Regions from separate parts of the Sus scrofa genome. Here all the other regions are linked to region 3. The links are chromatin contacts, called in public Hi-C and HiChIP or PLAC-seq maps. All regions are on one chromosome and are shown on one strand. Each heading gives the region's core, a stretch centred on a gene start, on an enhancer-like site or on the middle of the called end of the contact. The rest is flanking DNA. Distances are from core to core; before and after follow the strand shown.

Region 1 (2,700 bases), core at 153-2,652, 450 kb before region 3:
AAAATCTCTTGATCTAGCAGCAAGTAGACTTCTTCAACTGGAATCTGGTATTCTGTTCAGAGCTTCATTTTTCCATTAAGAAAAAAAAATTCGCTTGAATTTGTGAGGATGGGTTCGATTTGCATATGATTTGCCTGCGGAATCAGATGTGCTTGTAGAGGTTGTCAAGACTCTTTGGTAAATAATCTGACCTTTAAGTTTTGAGTGTCCGTGTTAAGATTTTTCTGTAACAGGAATGCCTTTCCAGTGAGAAGACATTTTTATGACTGTATCTTCCCTGCAAAAAGTATGTTTAAAGCTCACATTTTAGTCTTGGTTTGTAACAGCTGAGATGTTTCTAAGATTGTTCTGGTTGCCCTTGCTGTTCTCATGGATTCAGCGCCCTACCCACTGACTGGTCACAGGTGTGGTTGTGAGTGTGTGTGATTTCACCACCTGACGTCCCCTTCCTGTTGACTTAAACAGCCAGTTTCTTCCCGAGTCAATGGAAAAGCACCAGCTGGTTTCTTAAAGGGGTCTCAGCGATAGAACCATCTCAGCGCCCCCCCCCCCCGTGACATTTCACCCTTGTTAAGCATTTTCATCAGCACCTTTCCCACTCCAAGAATTCGAGAACGTTTTCAAAGTTGATGGGTCGTGATGGAGCTTTGCAGATTTTCAGAAAGATCTGTCTTCCACTTCCGGGGTGCGACGTATGGGGCTTTTTCACTGTCAAGTTGGGCCAGATCTGCCTAAACGGAGTCCTGTTTCTGCAGTGTGGGTTTTTTTCCGTTCATGCTAGAAATGCGATTTTTAAGCATGACTAAAGACTGCACTTCACAACTCTCTGCTTTACCCAGCGATGATTCACGCATAATTCCTCCAGGTAGTTGGCCCCAAATTGTGCAATGATTGTGTTTTAAACAGACACGGAGAAGAGATCACAGGTGCCTAAACGGCCACAAGCCGCTCCGTTTTCCAGGTTACAGGAACTGACATTAAGAGCAACTTGGAAGCTGCGAGAAGGAGTTGGGATGTGGCCGGAGCTGGGTGCGCCGGGACGCGGGGCCTCTGGGCGGCGATGCCTCTGTATTGATCTCAATAAATCTCCCTCTTACTTGAGGAAGTGCCTGTGCCCTTTCCTGGTTTCAGCCGCGCCACCCGCGTCCACGTGCAGCCCCGCCTTGGTTGGTTAATTGCCGCCCCGGGGGGAGGGTGGGCTCTGTTGTCCCAGAGGGGGCGCCGGGGCGGGGGCGGCGATGACGCGCGGCCACCGCGTGGAGCGGGGATAACGCGCGCCGGGGCCCGGGGGCCGGGGGGCTGGGGGGCGCGCGGAGCCGAGGACGATGCGGAGGGCGGGGGCAGAGGCGCAGGCGGAGAGGTCGTCGCGGGGCGCCGATCGTCCCGACCCCGCGGGCCGCCGGCCAGACGGGCAGGGGGCGGGCTCAGCCCGGCCCCAGCTCCTGGCCGCGCAGCCCGGGGTCCGCACCCGCGGCTACAGCCGTGTTGGGGACCCGCAGGCCGTACACTTGGCGCTCGACGTGGCCTCAGACGTCTTCGTCGTGCGAGTGCTGCTGGAGGATTCCGGGGAAATGTGCCGAGTGACCAACTGCCACAGCGACATGACCGTGCGGGAGCTCAAGGAGGAGCTGGACCTGAGGCTTGGCATCCCCTTCAACCTCCAGCGGCTCCAGTACCTGGACCAAGGTGGCCCCTGCCCGACCCCTTTCCTGGCCGCACGTACTCCCCAGACCCAGTCCCCTTCCCATCCTGCGGTGCAGGAGGGGAAGCCTGCCTAGGAGCACCCCCAGAGGTCAAAACAGACCCCAGTCCCCTGGAACCGCAGGTGGAAAAGCCAGCCCTGACCACCTAAGGAATTCCCAACTGCAGAAAACCCGGGTCCGCCTTAGACCTCAAATCTCCTGGCAAACCCCACCTGTGTTGGGTCTCCAGTCCCAAAGCAAGGTGTGCGACCTGCCTACCTGAGCAAACCCTGTCCTCATCAGAACCCCAAATCCCCAAGCAGCAGGACCCTCAGACCCCCAGACCCCATGTCTTCATCTGGGACCCAAGTCACAGAGCTGGCAGTGCCATCCACACAAGACCTCAAGGGAAACATCTGTTCTCAGTGGGACCCCACAGCCTCAGGCAAACCTGCTGGTCAGGACCCCAGGTGGAGGCAAACTTCACATCCCTGTGCTGGGCTGTGGGCCATCAGAACGCCCCAGCCCTGCCCCAGAGTGAACCCCAAATCTCCAGGGTTACCATGACTACCCCAGAATCCCAAATCTTTCCATAACTGTGTCCTCACAAGGGCTCTAGAGCTCTGAACAAACCCACTCCAGGACCCTCAAACCAAGGCCAAACCCGCCCCAGACTGAACCCCAAGTCCCCAGGCTAACCGTGTGACCATCGGCAATCGTATAGACTCAAGGACGTCAAAGCCTTAAACTCTGCCCTTCCCAGGGCCTCGTCTCTCTCACGAACCGTACCTACGTTTGAACCTCGGATACAATCCCCAAGTGACCCCTGCTCACAACCGAAACCTAGATCCCGGATCCGACTCGACCCAGATCGTGACCCCAGATCCCAGGCCGGATCCACTCGATTCGGAGACCCCAGTCTCTTCTTAACCAGTTGCATACCCGAACCCCAATCCTTCAGCCTCCTCTGTCTACATAAGGATGCCAGAGCCCAAAATGAACTCTGCTCGCCTCTGGA
Region 2 (2,708 bases), core at 46-2,545, 330 kb before region 3:
ATTATCCTGGATTATAAGGGGGGGGGTCCAGTGAACTCATAATGTCCACAAAAGCAGGGACCCTTTTGTGGCTCTGCTCAGAGGGAGCTCCAACTACGGAGAGTAGTCAGACTCCACATCGCTGCCTTTGAAGATGGAGGAAGCATGGGTTATGAGCTGAGGCATGCAGGAAGCCTCTAGAAGCTGGAAAAGCCAGCCAACACATGCTCCCCTACACCCTGCAGGAAGGAGCAGAGCCCTGCAAACACTGTGCTTGTAGCCTGTAAGACCCATTTCAGGCTTTTGATGTCCCAGAACTGTAAGAGAAAAAAAAAATAGATGTATAGTTTTAAGCTATAAAATTTCTTGATCACGGCTGCAAGAGCAAACCAACACAGTAGTTCTTACAAAACAAAATTGTCTCTTAGAAAAATATGTTCACTCTACCGTTTTTAACATGAATGCTTGTTAAACTTAAATAAAATAAAAAATTCAGTTCCCAGCTGCACAATCCACCTCGCAGGTGCTCGGTGACCTGGACCTGCTTCCTAATGGCTGGCAGTCCAGGTGTGGTTGCTGCATTTCTCAGAGGGTGGAAGTGATGAGAGGGAAGGTGGAGCTGGGGAGGAAGCAGATTTGCCCTTGCGCAGAAACCCTTTGGGGCATCGGGGCTGTGTTTTGACTGCACAAGTTTTGAGAATGTGATTTAACTTTCAAGTTCTGTTTCAGGATTGTTTTGGGAGGCCTTTATACTTGGAGATGGGGTGCGGGCTGGTGGGAGGGACAGGAGCATCTTCAAAGAAACTTCTATCGTTGTTTTTTAGGACTCAGACCCAAGATAGAGTTTGTGGTTGCTGAGTAAGCATCCGAGCCCAGGATTTCCCAGGAACCTTTCCAGGCTCTGACTCTGCTCCAGGCGGGCTGTCAGGCAAGGCTGGTGAACCCCATTATTTATTTGTCGGCTTTGATTCCCATCTCCTCTGAGGGCACAGCTGGCTAGGGATGAACCCCAGCTCCACCGCCCCCGCCCCCGCCCCCCTGTTCAAGCGCAAGCCTGGAGTGGAGTTGGGGAGGTTTGGAGATGAGACAGCTGCGGGGCTCACAGAAACCAGCCAAAAATGAGCCCCAGGGGCTGGGGCAGGAACAGGCAGGGGAGAGGGAGTGAGTCAGTGCCAGCTGCGGAGTTTCCTGCCTGGGTCACTTGATCAAAGAAAACACCCAAGGGCCCCTCAGAGCTTGCCCTTGAGAGGACGGGGTTGATATTGGGCGGGGGGTGGGCCAGGGCTCTTGGGAGTTGGTGGAGGAAACACAACTCCAGTTCTTGTTGGAGTCTTTCCCAGCAAAAGCACGGCTTCTCCGGAACATTCTGTCTTTCTTTCTCCCCTCCCCACTCTCCTCTCCTCTTCCCTCCTCCCCTGCCCTCCCTTCCTCTCCCTCCTCCCTCCGCCTCCCCCTCCCTCCTCCCCTCCCTCTCCCCCTCCCCCTCCCTCCTCCCCTCCCCTCCCTCCCCCTCCTCCCCTCCCCTCCCTCCTCCCCTCCCTCCCCCCCCCCCCCCCCCCCCCCCCCCCCCCCCCCCCCCTCCCCTCCCTCCTCCCCTCCCTCCCCTCCCCTCCCTTCCAGATGTTCCTCACTTCACCTCGTTCCTTCCCCCCTTCTCTCTGCTTTCCCCCCCTTCTTTTTTCCTTTCTCATTTCTACTCCCTCTCTCTTTCTTTTCTTTTCGACGCTGGGCTTTGACACAGGGCGAAATAGCACCAAACTAAGCTGTGAGTGAGGATTCCACTACTTTTCTTTTTACTTAAATTTTTTTTTTTTTTTTGTCTTTTTGCCATTTCTTGGGCTGCTCCCGCGGCATATGGAGGTTCCCAGGCGAGGGGTCAAATCGGAGCTGTAGCTGCCAGCCTACACCACAGCCACAGCAATGCAGATCCGAGCCATGTCTTTGACCTATATCACAGCTCATGGCAACGCTGGATCCTTAACCCACTAAGCAAGGCCAGGGATCGAACCCGCAACCTCATGGTTCCTAGTCGGATTTGTTAACCACTGCGCTATGACAGGAACTCCTTTACTTAAAATTTTAATGACTTGTCCATTTTCACCATTCAGCAACGCGTGTGTGTTGAAAATCTCTGGAAAAAAATAAAGCGTAAAAAAGAAAATACAAGCCATTGGTAATTACTCTACTTAGAGAAAAACACTATGAAAATCATGGTGTATTTCTTCGAATTCTCTGTCCTGTGTATGTGTGTGTCGTTGAGAAGTGTGTTTATAAAAATGGAAACCTTTGGGTAGCTTTATATTCCCCCCCCCTTTTTTTTGCATGTGACATTGTATCACAGACATTCTCTCACATTAGCAAGAATTTTCCAAAAGCCCGTGCTGTTAATGGCTGGGTACTTTCGTATCTTATGGATGGACCATCATTTACTTGTTTACATGGCTTCCAGTTGTGGTTTTTTCTTCCCGCCCAACAGATATTGTTAATTACCTACCCAAGAGTCATCTTCATCTCTCTTCCGCGGTAAAGGAACACTGACTTCATTATGGGTGGCAAGGTGCCTTTCTAAAAGACTACGTTACCCCACTGGGAGTTTGTGGTTAATAGATGCAAATGCTTACGTTTAGAATAGACAATAAGTAGACAATATCCTACTGTACTCTTTTGTAGCCCCAGGGGTGGCCAGTGGGATGTAGATAGACTTGTTTGTTTGTTCTTCTGGGAAAGCA
Region 3 (2,700 bases), core at 177-2,676:
TCAACTCCACTCTCCCAATTATTCCGCATTTAAAACTAATATTGTCAATTCACATAGAGATATATGTTTCTCCTGTTTGCTTATTTTAAAAGAGTAAGGGAATTCCTGTCATGGCGCAGAGGAAACGAATCCGACTATTATCCATGAAGACGCAGGTTCGATCCCTGGCCTTGCTCAGTGGGTCAAGGATCTGCTGTTGCTGTGAACTGTGGTGTAGGTTGCAGACATGGCTTGGATCCCTTGTTGCTGTGGCTGTGGCTGTGGCTGGCAGCTGTAGCTCCAATTTGACCCCTTCCATATGCTGTGGCTGCAGCCCAAAAAAAGCAAAAAAAAAAAAAAAAAAAAAAAAAAAAAAGAACAAAAGCCTCACTGTGGTTTTTATTGACTTGTCCAACACTCCGCCTTGGGTTCGAATAAAGTCACCTGGGACCTTCAGCCCCACCTCCTGAGACTGGGATTTTTTTGTTCTGAGGAGGGCCAGGCATTGGGTTTTTTCCCTGCTTGCTTTACAAAGACAGCTTTGAGACAAGCCTCTGGGACCCCTTCCATGGATATACTTGTCCTGAATGCCTCCCTTTGTGGAAATGCTGGGGATGATGTCCCCCTGGGCGCCCCACCCTGGCGCCCCCTCCTTCCCTCTACAGCTGGGACCCCGATCCCAGGGGCTTCTGGGGACGAGTCCCTGACCCTGTGGGCTGCCTCACCTTGAGCAAGTGGCTCAGTTTCCTCTCTGAGAAAAGAGACCAGTATCAGCCCCTACGCCCCGCCGATGAGTCAGAGGCACACGGGATCACAGAGCATGCAGAAGGGACTCAGGAAAGAGGGCTGGCGTTGTGCTTTTCCCCCCCTTTTTTGGTGAAACTGTTAACTTCTTTTATTTTTTATTTAAAAAAATTTTTAAATAGTGATTTTTATTTTCTCTATTATAGTTGGTTTACAGGGTTCTGTCAATTTTCTACTGAACAGCAAACTGACCTAGTCTCGCGCACACGCGCACGCACACACACACACACACACACACGCACATTCTTTTTCTCACATTATCCCCCATCAAGCTCCATCACAAGTGACTAGATATAGTTCCCAGTGCCACACAGCAGGATCTCATTGCTTAGGGCTGCCGTTATGACATATACAAAGGTGAACAGGGCACCCCCCAGGTGTCTTGGTGGGCTTGTGGGGGTCACAGTGGGAGCCCTCGGCCCCAGAGGAAGGTCTGGCCTTGCCCAGCTCAGCAACTCCCCACGGGCATCTAGTTGCAGCCGTAACTCTGTCTTGCTCCGTTCTACTTTCAGTTTTGTTTCTTTCGAATACCACACAGACAAGTTTCATTTTCTTCATGCCCTGAATCTGCTCATTCAGTGACGAGGCCTGTTTCCGGGCACGTGAACAGCTCACATCTGGTGAGTGAAGCTGGAACATCCTCACAGCTGCCAGCAGCCCCAGGCTGGGTCACAAAACGACACTCAGCCTCGGCCGGACCCACCTTCTCAAGGCCATGGAGTCGGAGCAGGCCACTGTCCCCAAGGCTCCCAGGCTCCCAGCGGCTGCTGCCGACGTGGCCGAGACCCCTGCCGACCCAGAGGATGCAGGTACCTTCTAAGGAACAGGGGACATTCCTGGGTGGAACTTGCACTTTGTCCTGGTTCCTTTTCTCGGCCGATCACAGCCCTGATAGCAAAGCAGGAGCGAGAAAGAGGGAGAGAGGCCATTGGGTCTGACTCAGAGCCTCCATCTGCCCCGGGCAGCTTGCAACACGCTTGGTGTGCATGTTGCAAGGACCCCCGGGGCAAGCCTGATGGCCGTTCCGTCTTCCACCTGAGATCCCTGAGGCTCTGCTGGTGAAACAACCCCACTGAGCCTGGGACCCGAGCCCCTGTCCTCACCCTCGGTTTGGAGGAAGAACAGAAGTTTGGACGGGTGGCCCCGGGCTTGTGCCTGGCTGCATCCTGCTTCCTTCTCTCCTGGGATAACTTTGCTTCAGGCAGCGCTGAGTGACAGCCAGTTGTTATTGAGCCATTGCTGTGCTCTAGGCGCCCCCCCCACACAACAAAAGCTCGTGGGCTGTGACCTGAGGGGCTTTTTGTTTCTTCGTTTGTGTTTTGTGATCATGAGCTCATTTAATCCTCACCAGGAGTTCCCCTCGTGGCTCAGTGGTTAATGAATCCGACTAGGAACCAGGAGGTTGAGGGTTCGATCCTGGCCTTGTTCAGTGAGTTAAGGATCCGGTTGCTGTGAGCTGTGGTGTAGTTTGCAGACACGGCTAGGATCCCGCGTTGCTGTGGCTCTGGCGTAGGCCGGCGGCTCCAGCTCCGATTCGACCCCTACCTAGCCTGGAAACTTCTCTATGCCATGGGTGTGGCCCTAGAAAAGGCAACAAAACAAAACAAACAAACAAACAAAAAATCCTTACCGCAATCTTTCATGGAGCCACACGTTTCACTGTTTCCCAGATAGCAGGTGACAGAACTGGGTAGCAGGTGACAGAAGTGGGTCTCAAACCCAGAAAAGAGAGCAAGCCGGGGAGGGCGGCTGACCGGGTGTGGCCCAGGGGCCCCGGCTGTTCCCCAAGGTCCTGTCATACTTCCCGAGGGGACCTGCCGGTACCTGTCAGGGGCACTTCGTGACCAAATTTAACTTCCTCCGCTGCGGGCTTTCCAGGGGTCCCTCGCTTCGTCCATTTCACAGCTTCCGGTTCCC
Region 4 (2,700 bases), core at 154-2,653, 420 kb before region 3:
CTGGTCCCTCCACGGCTTAATGGCAGAGGATGTATGTGCCTAGTTGTGGGGCGGGGGGCACGAATATCTTTGGCAAGTTCAAGAACCTCAGTATCTGGAGCGCCTCTTCCCGGGCAATGAATGGTTGACATAGAGTAGCAGCCGCCCCCTTCCTGAGTTTGCCCCAGTCCCTACCCTGCCCTATCGCCTCTTCTACCCTGCTCTTCTACCCACCTCTGACTGGCTGGGCCCTTAAAGGCGTTTAGTACCAGACGAGTGGTTTAGGTTTTGGAAACGTTTTCTCCCTGCCTAAAGGCATTTCCAAGTCTGCTTAAAGAGCGGGGCAGTGGAAACGTGGAGACGTCAAATAATTTAGCATTTTAATAACGAGCAGTGCCGTGACCTGCTGGTGATTTATTTTGAGAAAGGCTATAGACTGAGCAAGCCCTCCCCCCGCCCTCCTCCAGGAAGTTTAGAATTAGAACCAGAGGATGCGATTCTATTGAACTTTTGCCAGAGCAAGTTCAAGAGGGAAGACCTTGACCTCATCTATTTGGTTTCAGACCCCAGGTCCCTCCTTTTGGAAGGGAAAAATCTTTCTGGCATCTTTTTCAGTTTTTTTTTTTTTTTTTTAAACAAAAGTTTTGCTAAATCCTTGGGAACCAGAAACCCGACATCCTGTTTTCCTATGTCCGGAGCAAGAGACAGCGATCTAATTTAAACCCTGTTCCTGGGGCAGTAAGACACAATCGCACAGGGCAGGCACGCCGGCCCCCTTCCCAGAGCCCGCTTCTGCCCGGAGTAACGCAAAGCCTTCGTGGTTTTCAAAACGTTTTTCCCCCAGGGAGTCCTGAGCTCGGGGCTGGCCCCGGGCAGCTTGGGAGCAGACCTGTAGGCCCCTTTGAGCAGGAGGAGGGGTGTGCCTGTGGCATTTGGGGGGTCTGGTGAATCTCAGGTTTGTCATCTGGGGGCCAAGGCTGGTGTGCCCTGCAGGGGGAGCAGACCCATCATTATGGGGGGCAGGGGGCACTGGGGTGCCGAGCAGAACCTCCAGTGGCCCCCCTTCCCCAGGGGTTGGTGTAACATAAATCAGACGCCTCTGTGGGTGCATCCCAGCCAGTATTGATTGAACGGAGCCCTGGTGATAAATTGGGGAGATAAATCAGTTGGGGATTAAAGCAGGCACAGGGTGCGCTGGTTAGAGAAAACGTTTAAGTTTAATGCACTGGCTGAGCAAGGAGCATAATTTCACTGTGGTGCCAGTTTGCTGAGGACATGAAGCAATGAGGTGGCGAGCAGGCCAGATGAGTTCTCAACTGTTGGCTCCACGGACGTGCTGATGGGCCGCCTGTGAAGGCTAATGGCCGAGCTGTGTTGGGTAATGAGGTTGAGGCCTGGAAGCCTCCAGCTGCTTTGGCCAAGAATCCTGTGGAAGACTGATCGGACGCTGGCCAGCCCAGGACACCACGGTTGCTGCCGCTCCGTCCTGCCCCGTCCTGCCCCGTCCTGGGGTGGGGGTGGGGGCACCCATTCCCCCTCCCTCTCTCTCACCCCTTTGTCCAACCTGCCTCCAAGCCCCATGGAGCTTCTCCTCCCGTCCACTGCCAGCTCCCTCACCCAGCCCCGCTGTCGCCATCTCTGCCCAGCCTGCAGAATGATCTCGCAAATGGAATTTGTGATGATATTCCTCCTCCGTTTCAAACTTTCACTGGCTCCCCATTGCTCCTCGGATACAAAGCATTGGAGGTTTCGAGGCTCCCCACTCCCCGTGACTTCTCACAGGTCTCGTTCTGGGCCACGTTCCTTAGCTCCGGGTCCCAGGCACGCAGCCTTCGTTTATGTCCTTCCTGGAGCCGGGCCTTCGCACATGCTGTTCCCTCTGCCTGGGATGCTCTTCCCGCCTCTATTTGTCTGGCTCACCCTGACTCACCCCTCTCACCCTCTCCCTCCGCGCCATCCCTGCTGCTCGTCATGGGCCTGGCATGTTCCTTAGCGCACCCCTCGGTTCTCCTCATCTGCACGGCGATGAATGATTTGGGGTGTTGTTCTTGTTCCCGCTCTGCCTCCTTCGTAGAGAGTGAGGGAGGGGACCCGAATCCTCCAGTTTACACGGGGTCCTCGTGGGCGGCGTCTAATGGGCCCAACCTCAAGAACATGTGACCGCGTGAAAGGAGCCGGTCCCCAAAGGCCACTGCCTGTTGGCTTCCATTGGCCGAAAGGCCAGAGCAGGCAAACCCCCAGGGACAGGAGACAGGTTCCTGGCTGCTCGGGGCCAGGAGGAATGAAGAGTGACCGCCAACGGGCAGGGAGTTCCTTTCTGGGGGCCAAGGAGCATGGTCCACGGTGAGATGACAGGCATGTGGTGTGTAATTCCGTAGAAAGCGTCCAAACCATCGAATTGTACCCTCTCCACGGGTGATCTTTCTGGAATGTGAGTTTTATCCCAGCGAGGCTGTGTATTTTGAACACGTAACCAGGAAAGTTTGTGAAGTTCAAGGCAAAGGGAGATTTTCTTTGGCAGAAAAGCTGTCGACTTAACCGTGAGTGTTCAGGACAGCGCGCCTGCCGGCAGGACAGGGGAGGCAGTGCTGGAGGACGGGGGCCCGTGGCCTGGCCAGGCCCTCGGAGATGTGCAGACGGACCCCTCGGGAGAGAGGAAGAGGCGCTGTGTGGACGGGGCGCTGTGCCTCAGGCCAGTGGGGCCTCGGGGAGGCAGCACCC

The links. A called contact is a pair of places that touch in the nucleus more often than the background predicts. HiChIP or PLAC-seq counts read pairs in DNA pulled down with a chosen protein or histone mark.
Region 1: a contact with region 3 is called in an H3K27ac HiChIP or PLAC-seq map of alveolar macrophages. The contact joins the promoter of ANKRD60 here to the promoter of ZBP1 in region 3. A contact is called at or near these places in 2 of 2 datasets of contacts at active chromatin or transcription factors (alveolar macrophages and skeletal muscle).
Region 2: a Hi-C map of subcutaneous adipose tissue shows a contact between it and region 3, with 1.9 times the contacts expected there. The contact joins the enhancer-like site here to the promoter of ZBP1 in region 3. A contact is called at or near these places in 8 of 47 Hi-C or Micro-C datasets (alveolar macrophages, embryonic fibroblasts, mesenteric adipose tissue and 4 more) and 2 of 2 datasets of contacts at active chromatin or transcription factors (alveolar macrophages and skeletal muscle).
Region 4: a contact with region 3 is called in a Hi-C map of retroperitoneal adipose tissue, with 2.3 times the contacts expected there. The contact joins the enhancer-like site here to the promoter of ZBP1 in region 3. A contact is called at or near these places in 5 of 5 promoter capture datasets (fetal liver, fetal skeletal muscle, liver and 1 more), 9 of 47 Hi-C or Micro-C datasets (adipocytes, adipose tissue, fetal liver and 4 more) and 2 of 2 datasets of contacts at active chromatin or transcription factors (alveolar macrophages and skeletal muscle).

The regions. Positions count from the first base shown.
Region 1 is chr17:58,433,371-58,436,070 of Sscrofa11.1, reverse strand. ANKRD60 (ankyrin repeat domain 60) reads left to right here and starts at 1,402. Exons shown (of 4, transcript NM_001128449.1): 1 at 1,402-1,686. The coding sequence starts at 1,572. PPP4R1L reads left to right here. Exons shown (of 13, transcript XR_002340199.1): 13 at 1-1,105.
Region 2 is chr17:58,311,463-58,314,170 of Sscrofa11.1, reverse strand. No RefSeq gene overlaps it. Among named protein-coding and RNA genes, the nearest start is that of C17H20orf85, 60 kb to the left of the region's middle. Within about 2 kb of position 1,295, at least 22 of the 83 cell types and tissues checked have an H3K27ac peak or open chromatin away from gene starts, as enhancers often do. A contact at or near this core is called in embryonic fibroblasts, skeletal muscle and subcutaneous adipose tissue, where this site is marked.
Region 3 is chr17:57,984,843-57,987,542 of Sscrofa11.1, reverse strand. It overlaps ZBP1 (Z-DNA binding protein 1), which reads left to right and starts at 1,426. Exons shown (of 9, transcript NM_001123216.1): 1 at 1,426-1,592. The coding sequence starts at 1,499.
Region 4 is chr17:58,408,919-58,411,618 of Sscrofa11.1, reverse strand. No RefSeq gene overlaps it. Among named protein-coding and RNA genes, the nearest start is that of ANKRD60, 24 kb to the left of the region's middle. Within about 2 kb of position 1,403, at least 10 of the 83 cell types and tissues checked have an H3K27ac peak or open chromatin away from gene starts, as enhancers often do. A contact at or near this core is called in adipose tissue and retroperitoneal adipose tissue, where this site is marked.